Linked DNA regions of Hordeum vulgare: region 2 is linked to region 1. The links are chromatin contacts, called in public Hi-C maps. All regions are on one chromosome and are shown on one strand. Each heading gives the region's core, a stretch centred on a gene start, on an enhancer-like site or on the middle of the called end of the contact. The rest is flanking DNA. Distances are from core to core; before and after follow the strand shown. Region 1 has its middle 51 kb from the start of LOC123399775. Region 2 holds the start of LOC123399776 (squamosa promoter-binding-like protein 18).

Evidence for each region. Hi-C and Micro-C count contacts between places; a contact is called where the count stands out from the background.
Region 2: a contact with region 1 is called in a Hi-C map of leaf, with 4 times the contacts expected there. The contact joins the promoter of LOC123399776 here to the enhancer-like site in region 1. A contact is called at or near these places in 3 of 6 Hi-C or Micro-C datasets (leaf and seedling) and 1 of 1 datasets of contacts at active chromatin or transcription factors (embryo).

What each region holds. Positions count from the first base shown.
Region 1 is chr5H:488,183,297-488,189,062 of MorexV3_pseudomolecules_assembly, reverse strand. No RefSeq gene overlaps it. Among protein-coding and RNA genes, the nearest start is that of LOC123399775, 51 kb to the right of the region's middle. Within about 2 kb of position 3,117, at least 1 of the 3 cell types and tissues checked has open chromatin away from gene starts, as enhancers often do. A contact at or near this core is called in leaf, where this site is marked.
Region 2 is chr5H:488,251,349-488,257,278 of MorexV3_pseudomolecules_assembly, reverse strand. It overlaps LOC123399776 (squamosa promoter-binding-like protein 18), which reads right to left and starts at 1,923. Exons shown (of 3, transcript XM_045094159.1): 1 at 832-1,923. The coding sequence starts at 1,340.

The DNA of each region.
Region 1 (5,766 bases), core at 1,868-4,367:
GTGGGCGGGGACCGATCAGATCTCGGGCGGCAAATGCAAAGTTAACTAGAAAGTGGTTTGTCATCCCACAAACCTGGACGGCCTGGGCATCCTCGACCTCGATAAATTCTCTCGGGCACTCAGGCTTCGTTGGTTATTGTTTGCTTGGGTGGACCCTCTCAGGGCCTGGATTGGCCTGGAAACCCCATGCGACGACAAGGACAAGGACATTTCTACGAGGCCACGAATATTAGCATTGCGGACGGTTTGAAGGCGAGTTTTTGGCACTCCCCTTGGCTCAATGGTCAAAAGCCTAAAGTCATTGCTCCGCGCATCTTCGCCCTTTCAAAGCGCCCCAAGAGCTGCGTAGCTAATGCGATGCACAACAATGCTTGGGTCAGGCATATTAACTTACAAGGCGGCCTGTCAGTTATCCTTCTTCAACAATTTTGTGATCTTTGGTCGAGTGTTCAACAGTTCAATCTTGCTCTGGGCGTTAGTGATAGCATCCGCTAGAAGTTCACGGCGGACAGTTGCTACTCCACGACCACAGCGTACAGGATGCAGTTTGCCGTGTTGATTAAGTCTGCATTGCCGCAGATGGTCTGGAAGATTTGGGCACCTCCTAAGATTAAATTCTTCTCCTGGCTCGTCCTAAAAGATAAAATCTGGACTGCTGATAGGCTGCAGCGCAGAGGATGGCCAGATTGTGGCCTTTGTCAGATTTGCAAGCAGGAGCCGGAGTCGGTGCCCCATATTATGTTCAAATGTCGTTTCTCTATGAGGGTGTGGAACTTCAATTTTAGTTGGCTGGGTTGGCAATCTTCGACCCTCTCTTGGGTCGACCTTCAGACGGTGAATCAATGGTGGGTCTCGAATGAGGAACGACCAGGCAACTCCACGAAGGCGATCAACTCTCTGCAGATGCTCGTTTGTTGGGAGATATGGAATGAGAGGAATGCTCGGGTCTTTCGAAACAAGGCTTCCTTGCCGTCGCGGGTGGCGGCGTCGATCAAGGATGAAGCAAAGACGTGGGTAGTGGCGGGTGCTAGGTTTATGGGTAATATTTTACCGGGAGAGCGATCCCCTTGCTCCGGCCTGAGTGGTCTTGTAACCTTAAGACAATGTTCTTCTGTCTTCTTAATTAATGAGATGAGGTAGAGCTTTTGCCTTCGTTTAAAAAAATATGTGTCAAGTCAGGGTGAAAGGGCTTAAGGGAGATGAAGTCTTCGTCGGAACCGTGGTGTGCGCTCGGTCGACGTGAGAGTTCTTTTAAAGTTGGGCCGCGTGTGTGTATCTTTATGTATGTATTCGGATCGTTGTGTAAAATAAAGCCAAGATACAGGCGTTCGTCGTCGGTAAAATCATGATGTCTCCTTCGTCTACCTTCGTTCGGCGTTTCGCCGGGAGGCTGCTCGGCGTGTGTGTCGTCGAGGAGGATTGGTCCGGGATTTGTCCCAACAACGAGAGGATAGCTAGCATGTGAGGATGTGACAGCAAGCTGCCCCTGCTTCCCGCTGTGCATCGGTGCTTCATTGTGCTCCTAGTCTTTTTTTTTGAAACGAAAGCAAAAGCTTTACCTCATCACATTAATAAAGAAGGGGTTTGAAACACAGTTACGAGGTCCATTACTCCTTCACAAATGACCGACGACCCACAGCCTACTCTCATGGCATGATCGAACTCAGTTTTTTTTTTTGCTCCGGCAAGTATCCAAATCCTTGCTTCGCTCTTAATCGATGCAACCATCATATTTGGCATTGTGCTCCTAGTCATTGGGCACTAGTGGTGCGGGGCGAGAGAGAGACGGCACCGTCCTAGTCTCCTAGAGGTGGCGGCAGCAGCGTAATAGAGAGAGGGAGGGGGACGGATGACGGATCGATGCCGCCGTGCCCGGGAGGAGGGCTGCCGCCTGCAATCTGGCTGGCTCCAATGGCTATGTCTTCCTCCCTTCTTCTACAGTAACAGTGGCTTCGAGTAGGAAAAGAACGCGAGAGCGAGAGCGAGAGAGAGTAATGTGTTCCCTGTAGCGAGAGATCAGTGCGTAAAAGTGTTCCCTGTAGCGCGGCGCGGCTCGCCCGCGACAGCGAGCCCGGGCGGCTCCAGACCCACACGAGGTAGGATCTTGCCGATATTCGCACGTCACGGGCGCACCGCACTGGTGGCGGGCGAGCCGGCGACGGCGAGCCGCCCCTTTCATCGGCGAGGGAGGAGTGGCCGGCACGGAAATCTGCGTTCCGTCAGGTGGTCTGAAACCGACGTACAACGTAGCGATGGAACGTGCAGTGATTTCTGAGTAGAGGGAGGCCGCCATACTTGCTACTACTTGCGCAGGAGCAGGTGCAGGAGTCCGACCGTACTGCAGGTTTGGTCTTCAGCGCCAGTGCACTATGGACATGTAGCATGTCCTAGGTCACAAGACTCAGGGATTTGCAAGTACTGCTGCACGTTGCATAATCCATGTCCCAGGCTCTCTATGAAATCTGATCAGGTCAGGGCCAAATCCACGTTGCTAAAATCGCCGATCGAAGCGACGTCGCCAACCAACACCCTGAAAAGATATTTTACAGCGCAAAGATTATGACGAGTGAAATTGATGGCCTTTGTCAACAAGGCAGGTGCTTGATTATGGGGCACAGTTGCCTATATGTGCAAAGATGTCGACACAAACGGATCGACGGCGCATCAATTGGACATGACATTGACACCGGTGGAACCAACGGTCCGATCATCAGCTAAAACTTGCAAGAAATGGAATTCCACGAATCTACATGTGATGTCTCAGGGTTGGTGCCCAAGCCGTGGGCAGTATGCTTTTGCTGCGGCCGCGCCATATATGTAACTGCCGGACAATAGAGGTCCTTGGGAAGGACTAGCATGTGAGACGAGGACTCATCAATGGCCGGCCGGCGGCTGGGTTTTGGGCGGGCTGCTCGTGCATCGCGCGCGCAGGAGACACACGGCTGACGGCTTGCCGTGTATGGATGAATGTGCTCCTCGAGTCGTTGGACACTGGTGGCGCTGCTGATGCTGAGACGGAGAGAGACACGGCCGGGTAGCCCCCTAGCGCTAGCAGTAGCCGAGAGAGAGAGGGACTGATAGCGCAATCTGACTGCGATGGTTCCCTCTCTTCCTCTAACTCTTAGAATAAGAAAGATAGACAGAGGCAGCGACACACACAACGTCTTCACCCACTGTAGCGGCGCGACGCCGGAGCAGTGTCCGGGAGGGCGACGGGGTATCATCGCCCGCTCGCAAGCTTGCGAACTCGCGTCCTGTCCCCGTCGGGTGGGCCCGGAACAAGTAATCTGTGAGGCCTTCTTTTTTCATGGGATTGCAATACCACATTCACATTGATACAGAGAACTTGATTCTCAATTAAAAAAAAACTTGTTGAAAATAATTTGACATGTACTATCATATTTTGATCTTTCTTTTCGGACGAAGGCTTATGCCCGTCCTTCCTTAAACTAAAGCCCTGTGATATTTTGTTTCCCTTGTTTATTTGCCCAAAAAAACCTGGACCTCACTCGATCCAACTTCGGATCGAATGAATTAACCAAAAATACTGCGGGAGTTTTACCGCAGTATTATTGGTTGATATGGACCATTCGTTAGCACTGAATTAATGACCCTTGTTAATTGGAGGATACCAGAGAACAACTCGAAGCAAAACACCATGGCCAGGCCAGCAATGGAGGGTTCTCCTCCCCGGTTGCACCGGCATTGGCACCAGGGGCCGTTGTAAAAGCATCTATAGCCGAACTTAGTAAATATGATCTCGTAAACGTTCACGGACGCGTCGGATCAATGATCGGGCTTGTCTTTTATTTGTCCGTCTGCAAAGTCATTCTTCTTATTTTCTTCCTTATATGTCCGGTCTCTGACATGACTGGTCGAGAGGAAGAAAGAGAGAGAGAGAGAAATGAATGAATAAATAAAAAGAAAATATGGTTCAGGGTGAGGTCGCGTTCTACGTGGCGGACTGACCGGGCGCATCGGACACGTTCGCGAGCCCTCGTATCCTTCCTACATTTGAGATGAATATGAAGGGTGCCGGTCAGTCCGGATGTTTAGAATGAAAGTGGGGATCCGGTTGGATCAAATTATTTTTGACCGGACACTAATCGGAAGGACGTTCCACACATTTGAGGAGGATCTAGAGGGTGCGGATGTAGATGTTCTAACAATGCGGTTCTATCCTACCCAGACCAGTTAATCATGCACGAACCGAACGGTACGGACGAGCGGGTTCTTGGCAAAGCTTGCATGATGCAGGAGTTGTCAGTTTTGATGAAGAAGACTGTACCGTACGCCTGCACACTCCTGGTCTGCGCCTGTGCTTCGTGGACACGGCGGTAATGGCCAACGTGAGTACGTACAGGGCGGCTTGCGATAATAATTGCCTTGTTGTTAGAGGAGAGATCTCCTGCGACTAAATGCGTCTCCTGTACGTACCACGTCCTAGGTATCAGACCCATATTAGATCTGCAGGCTGGCGCCTCATCAAAAAACTTGACAGAAGACGCAGCCAGCCACAGAAACAATTGCCGTGCCCACGGCCACCAGTACTCTTTCTTACTCGACAGTGCCTTGAATGCAAATTTACGTGACGCGCTAGGTAACAACACACAATGGTTCAAAAAGTACTGTCAGGTGCCCTGAATGCTCTTCATGGTCTCGCGTTTGGGTCACCTAGGAAAAATAACATCAACTATAGAGGCCAACCTACAGCAGCTAAGCCTGCTAGCATCATGGCCGTGTTGTGTCACTGTAGCAGTTCATCCCTTGTCGGTTTGAGTTACTGACGCGGCGGCCATGCACGTACGTCTCTTTGACCGGAGGTCGATGTGCAAGGCGTCCGGCCGATCCAGCAATGGAGCGTGCTAACTACTAATCGACGGCTCATCAATCGGACATGACACTGGGAAGTGACGGCCCAATCATCGGCTAAACCTTGCAAGAAATGGAGATCTACATGTATGTAGTACTGTCTCACGGTTGGTGTCTAAGCCGTGGGCGTTATGCCTTTGCTGCGCTATATATGTAAGTAGAGTATGTAGTAGGACTTAACTGTCCAACAGTAGAAGCCGTTGCAAAGGACTGATTATGTACTCGACCGCCCGCTAAAAGTTGCTTTGCCCTTTCTACTTGAGTGAGCAAAATAAGTGCATGGCGTACGTGCACCCTTTCTTGCTTGCTAGGTCGTCACTTTAGTCTAGCTAGATCTACCGAGTGCACCTAGCAAGAAAGAGTGCACATACGCCAAGTTAATCGATCATTTATTCAATTAATCGAACAATTGATCAGTTAATTGACTACTCGATGATCTAACGAGTAGAGATTAATTGATCGATTAATTGGTTAATCGGACGAATTCTGTCGAGAGAGAGCTACAAGACTGACGAACGATTTCCATGCGGGGCGCACTGATTTTGCTGTAGAAAAGACCGCGTGAGTTTCAGAATTTCCCGCGTGAGGCACCTGGAAAGGCAGCAGTGTCACTGGACGTGGAAGGGAGCCCACGTGGATAACACGGGGGAGCACGTGACGTGGTGAGAGCGAGGCGACGGAGCTCTTGAATGTGCGGTGGGACTTTGGTTGGACGGCGGCTGCGTCCCGCCGGACGGCTTGCCGTGTCTGTATGACATATGAATGTGCTCTCTTCGATTGAGTCGTTGGCCGGACACTGGCGGCGGTGCTGATGCATGCTGAGATGAGACGAGGAGAGAGACAGATCACAAGACTAGCCCTAGCGGTAGAGCTAGCTAGAGGGATAGATCGATG
Region 2 (5,930 bases), core at 674-3,173, 69 kb before region 1:
GATGATTTTTCTGGGGACTCCCCAGCAGAGCATTGCGCCTGTTTTCTTTAGCCAGAATAAAAGCAGTAGTGACATCTTTGTCAATGTCATGGAAAATCTGTGGTGATTTTTTGTTTGCCAGAATGAAAGTCGCAGTAACATATTTGTCAATGTCAGAAATTATGCTCCACTCTTGAGCTTCAAACCAGAGCCAAAAATAATAATTCAGGAAAGGGGAGAATCCAAGGGCAGGTTTGAAAATGTGGCAGCTAGCAAATCATAAAAAGGACTGGTGCAGCTGATCTTTGGCACATGGAGTGCATCAGCCACTTTTCGCTGGTAATAATTCACACCCGTGGGCTAGAAAGTTACTGGTGCAAAAGCGGGAAAATGGGAGGGTTATGAATCAGGTATGCAACTGGTTGCCCAAAGTAAAAAACATGGGGGGTACTTGATCCATATGGAAAGGCTGAAAAGTTAGTGCCGGATAAAGGAAAAGTTACTGGTGCATCCTTGTAAGAACAGTGAGATATGCTCAGCTCATTCAGTAGCCCTCCTTGCTTGGACTGGGAGCAACTGGTTAGTTTCAGCCAGGGCCTTTTCAGCCTTTTAAAAAAGGAAACGACGATCAGCGGTAAAAAAGGAGAAAAAAATGCGTGTGTGAAAGAAATGACTGGTGAGGCCAATCAGACAGTTCTTCTCATGCAGCAAGTATTTTCATGGCGACAGTTCAAGCAAGCAATGGTGTTCTTTTCTTTCACCGGTGTCACAGTCAAGGAGGATTGGTTGCTGATATGAGATGGATGGGAATGAGGGAATTTTTTGCAGTTTTGGCGGGTGATTGTTGGTTACCTGCTGCACTGCTGGCAGAAGCGCATCTCGCGGCCGGCGACGACGACGAGGGGCGTCTTGGAGTGCGCCTCGCACACCTTGTGCCGCCGGTGGTAGTCGCGGCACTTGCTCAGGTCGGCCTTGCAGCCGTCCACCGCGCACGACGGGCAGTGCCCCGCCCCCGCGCCGCCGCCGCCGCCGCCGGCCCCCGGGCGCGGCCGCTTCAGCGGGCTCGCGGACGGCACCACCGCCGCGGCGTTCGACGCCGACGCCGACAAAGACGCCGCCGGGCCATTCGCCGCCGCCGCCGTCGTCGCCACGGGCTGCTGCTTCATCTTGCCGTCCGCCGCGGGGCCGAACTCCCCCAGCCCTCCCAGCTTGAGGTCGACGGAGCACTCGGGGCGGCCCGGCGGCCCACGCGCGGCCGCGGCAGCGATGCCCGCCGCGGCGGGAGCGGCCATGGCCGGCACCCCGTCGTGCTCCAGCTCGGCCAGGTCCCAAGAACCCGGCATCTTGAGATCCCAATCCATGCCGCTCGCTCGCCCGCTCAGTCACTCAGCAGCCAGAGCAAGCAAGCAAGGAAGCAGGCAGGCAGCCCCACCGCCCCGCCTGGCGCTCCCGCAGTCACAGGGTGAGGTCACTGGTCGCCGGTTTGTCCGCTCCCTCCGGGCCGGCCCCCCCACCCTCGCTCCGCGACGCGGGCAGCTAGACACCAAGCAAGAATCATTGCGCGGTGACCACCATCCGGAACGCGAACGTGCAGCGGGGCATGCAGCGGCAGCTTATCCCGATAGGGATGTGGGTGCAGCGAAGCTGGCTGAGGGCTCGGTGGAGGGCAGGGCAGGGCAGCGCAGACGGCAGAGCACACACGCGCACGCACAGGCGACGAGCCAGCCAGCCAGCGAGCAGCAAGACAAGAAAGATGGCGCCAAGGGACTGGGAGGCAGTAGTCAGTACATGCTCGCAGAGGCAAGTGCGGCAGGTGTGTGGCATGGAGCAGGGACAGCCATGGATGGAGGAGCTACTCTCGCTACTCGCTAGCTAGTGCGGGTGTGGGCAGCAGGAGACTAGTCTCTTCTCTTCCTTCTACTCCTCCTAGCAGGGGGTGAGGGGGGTGGGGTGGGGTGGGGTGGGGGTGGTATATAATACTCCTACTACTAGTAGTAAAAATGTTTTGGGTTCCATTTTTTTTTGTGTGATTGCTGGGTGGTAGAAGCCATTCAACATCTTCGTCTTGATCAATCCCCTGACAGGGATTCCAAAGGAGGAGGAGGAGCAATGAATGGATGGCCCCATATGCCCCTCTCAGCGCCATGTTCACCCTTTAACACCAGCATGGAAGCCTTCCTTGTGCTGCCCCTGCAATTATTGGGGGCTAGGCTTGGTTTGGTTGGGGTTTTGAGGGCTTTGCTTTCCCTTTCTTGGCGCCTCAACAAAGGCGTGGGCGCGTGTTAGCGACCCCTAATCGCCTATGCTTAGCTTCTGATGGTCTAGCTATAACTAGACCCTGGTTTTGCTCATCAATCAAATATATATAAAAAAGCTCTCCATGGAGCAAACTATTTTTATGACAGTTTCGGAGGAAAAGAGTCTTGTGGTTTGTGGTTTTTCTAAGACCGCCTTTTGGATCGTAGGCGTGTGTGAGGTTCCTTATCCGAACCTCACGTTTTCACTCCTTTCATAAAGGTCAATGCAATGCAGCATGGGTGTTTGGAATTTCCTCTTCTGTGTGTCTTGAAGAAACGGTTGATGTTTCGAATAATTATTTTCTGGCTGATCAGCGTGTAAATTAAGTAAGCCTCTTTAATAGTTAGATACTCTTGATGCTGAGAGGCATGCGTCGTTTCAACATCCTAGGCGGTAGTAGACTTGACGAGGAGAGATGGCAGTTTGGAAGGCACCGCAGGTTTTTCACTCCTTGATTGACAATGCTGATCACGTGTTCAAACCTGCGGTTAGCATGACGGGCTTCTGACATGCACGCCGTTTTTATTTATCCTATGCATGTTTCTCTTCTGCTCGCATCTTTGGATCTTTGCAACAATCTTGCTCTCTCCACTGTACAATGGATCGCTAGTAATTCACTGTGAAACTAATCCATGCCCTCAAAACTCCATTCTTGTAGGAGGCAGAGAGCACTATGCACCAATTAATAGTAAGCTCTTGTTCACAACAAAAACCTAAAGTAATCATGTGTGCTACGATGAGTGTACTAGGCCACACAGCAAAACTCTGACTCTTGTCAAAAAGATATTCTCTGGGCAAAGCTTGCATGCACTTGCACCCAATATTTTAACACTACTTTAATCGCCCTCAAGATACGCCCCGGCCGCACCTCGATCCAGGCTTTTGGCCTGATCCGTTTGATATGTGAAAAACAGTGGCCGAGACCCGAGAGATGGTCCAATTATCCGCCACAGGTACGTCGCCTATCAGTTTTATATTGCATGCCGTTAGCTAGATTAGCGCCTTGTCGCCACCCTATGGCTGCATCATGCGCGCCAAACTTGGGAGCCTGGTGGTTTTGTATACTCCACGTCATGGCACATTATTTGTAACACAGTACCAAGAGAAAGACAAGGCTATGATACATTGTAGAATAGTGTTTGAGCGTGCTTGATTGGAATTTGGAAGGGAGACTGGCTCTCATGGACACGATATGCATGGGCTCGTTGCTTGTTTGTTTGCTCCTTTGGGGTGTTCTTGAGTTGTGGTGGAGTGTAGGGATAGCCCTAAGGAGATCTAGAAAGGTAAATGATAATGGGATGTGACATGATAGGTGAAAGATTGGACTAGCATGATAGGTGAAAGATTGTGCTACCATGATGGGCCACCTTGTAGCCGTAGGGAGCCTTTAATTTGTCAAGACATATTGGGTGGTGGATTGGTTGGTTGGAAACCGTTCTGCTGCTACTTACCGTTGAGGTTGTATCATGTGCACTTCGTGGCGCAAGTCATCTACTCACGTGCAAAAAAAATTCCATATTTTGAATTAGAAATTGATATGTTTCTTTAATGTGCACAAGATAGATCCACCACGTCGTATAAATAATTTTTTTAAGAGACATTGTTGTAAAAATGATTATATGTTAAGTTACAATTAATGGATCCAGTTCATAATTCAATTTGGAAAAGGTACTATTGCACTATTCAAAATACCATTTCCTCCTTTTGTTTCTGAGGTGTGAGTGCAATTTAACTTTTTGTGGGTTACGTTCGTGCTCTCTATGTGCTCAAACACAATTGTTTTCAAAAGATGTGCTCAAACACATGCATGTGTTGTAACATTTTGATTGAAAGATATTCTATGTGTGACTAGAAATAAATACATACAGTTCTGTGATATTGTTTGTTTTGTTTCTTTGATATCACACATGCATATAATGCATATAATGTGTTATATGACGTTCTAGAAATATTTATTTTGGCGTGATGTGTAGTTGGTACTTGCTAGCACATCATCATACACATGAGACATAATTGGCTCCCCTTGTGATTGCTTATATGATGTTCCCTTTTTTGCCGTCCCCGTCCACATTAGCCATTCTAGCAATTTATACAGTACGAGGCTACAATACTACAACATCAAGAAAAGAAAAAGGAAACACAAAGGCATTATTGAACCGATATCCACGACTTGAATCAACGACTTTGCGCTCTCAAAATATTGGGAACTTTATTGGCACAAGTTGTATATTATTTGTAAAAAGTAGTACCAAGGAAAACAATGATATATTGAAGCATAGTATTTGAGTGTGCTTTATTGGAAGGGAGCCTGGCTCTCATGGAGATGATATGCATGGGCTCGTTTGCTTGTTTGTTTCCTCCTTTTAGGTGTTCTTGAGTTGTGGTGGAGTGCAGGGATAAGGAGATGTAGAAAGGAAATGTAACAATAATGGGATGTGAGATGGTAGGTGAAAAGATTGGACTACCATGTAGGTGAAAGATTGCACCACCATGATATGCACCCTTGTATATCTAGGCAGACCCTTTTCTTTGCGGGGAGCTCTAGGCAGCCTTTAATTTGCCAAAACATATTAAGTGTGAATTGGTTGGTTGGAAGAAGGTCCCAAAGTAGCACTGCGGGTGTACCGTGTGCACTCCGACTCATGGTGCAACTAATGTATCCGTGTGCAAAAACAACTACTTTTTCCAAATAATAAAAATCGATGTGTTTTTTAATGAGCACCTTATTTTAAATGGGTATATATTACGCTCTATATATGCTCAAACACAATTGTTTCCAAAAAAATATGCTCAAACATGCATGTGTTGTAGCATTTTGAATATAAAATATGTTATGCGCAATAAGAAGTAAAGAAAGGCAGTTCTATTGTAAGCAATAGCCTAGTGACACTCCGCTGCCCTTTGTTTTATTTCTTTGATATCTCAAGTGCATAAAGCTATTAAAATATTACTATAACATATTGCGTACATACCTATCGATGAAACCAAAGCTTCTTGCAATACTATTTTGGCATGATGTGCAGTTGCTACTTGCTAACACAACGTCACATATGGGAGATATAATTGAATCCCCTTCTGATTAATTATATGATCTTCCCTTCTTTGATGTTCCCATCACATATGGGAGATATATGTACTCCACGAGTCTACACTGCTGCACTATCATATGTAAAATATTATTCAAGTAGTATTGATGACTTGTATCAATAACTTCGCGTCATGGAAATGTTATTGGGAACATTAAGTTGCTTTGGTATAATTCTTTTGCGAAGTTGGTGTTTAGAACCCAAATTATTCAAGCTACGCCTTGCAAATATACGTGATATGTGTCGATTCATTCGCGTGAACTATCGTTTTCAAACAAAAGTAAACATTTTCCACATTGACAAACGTTGGTTCAAAATTAGCCGATGTCAAAGACCACATATAGTTTTCACTCCCTCATTTCCTAGTCCCGAACTTTTGCCCTCGCTTTCAATCATAAGTGTTCGTCCTTGCCGACGGTTACCAACCAAGCATGTCCAAAGACGCATCTGCGGGAACAACCATGTTGTATGAGTGAAACTAGTGGAGGTTATCAAGAATTAGATGTTAGGCCCGTGGAGCTATAGGAAAATCCAGTGAGAACCATTTTGTTTCCTATTGGATCAAAA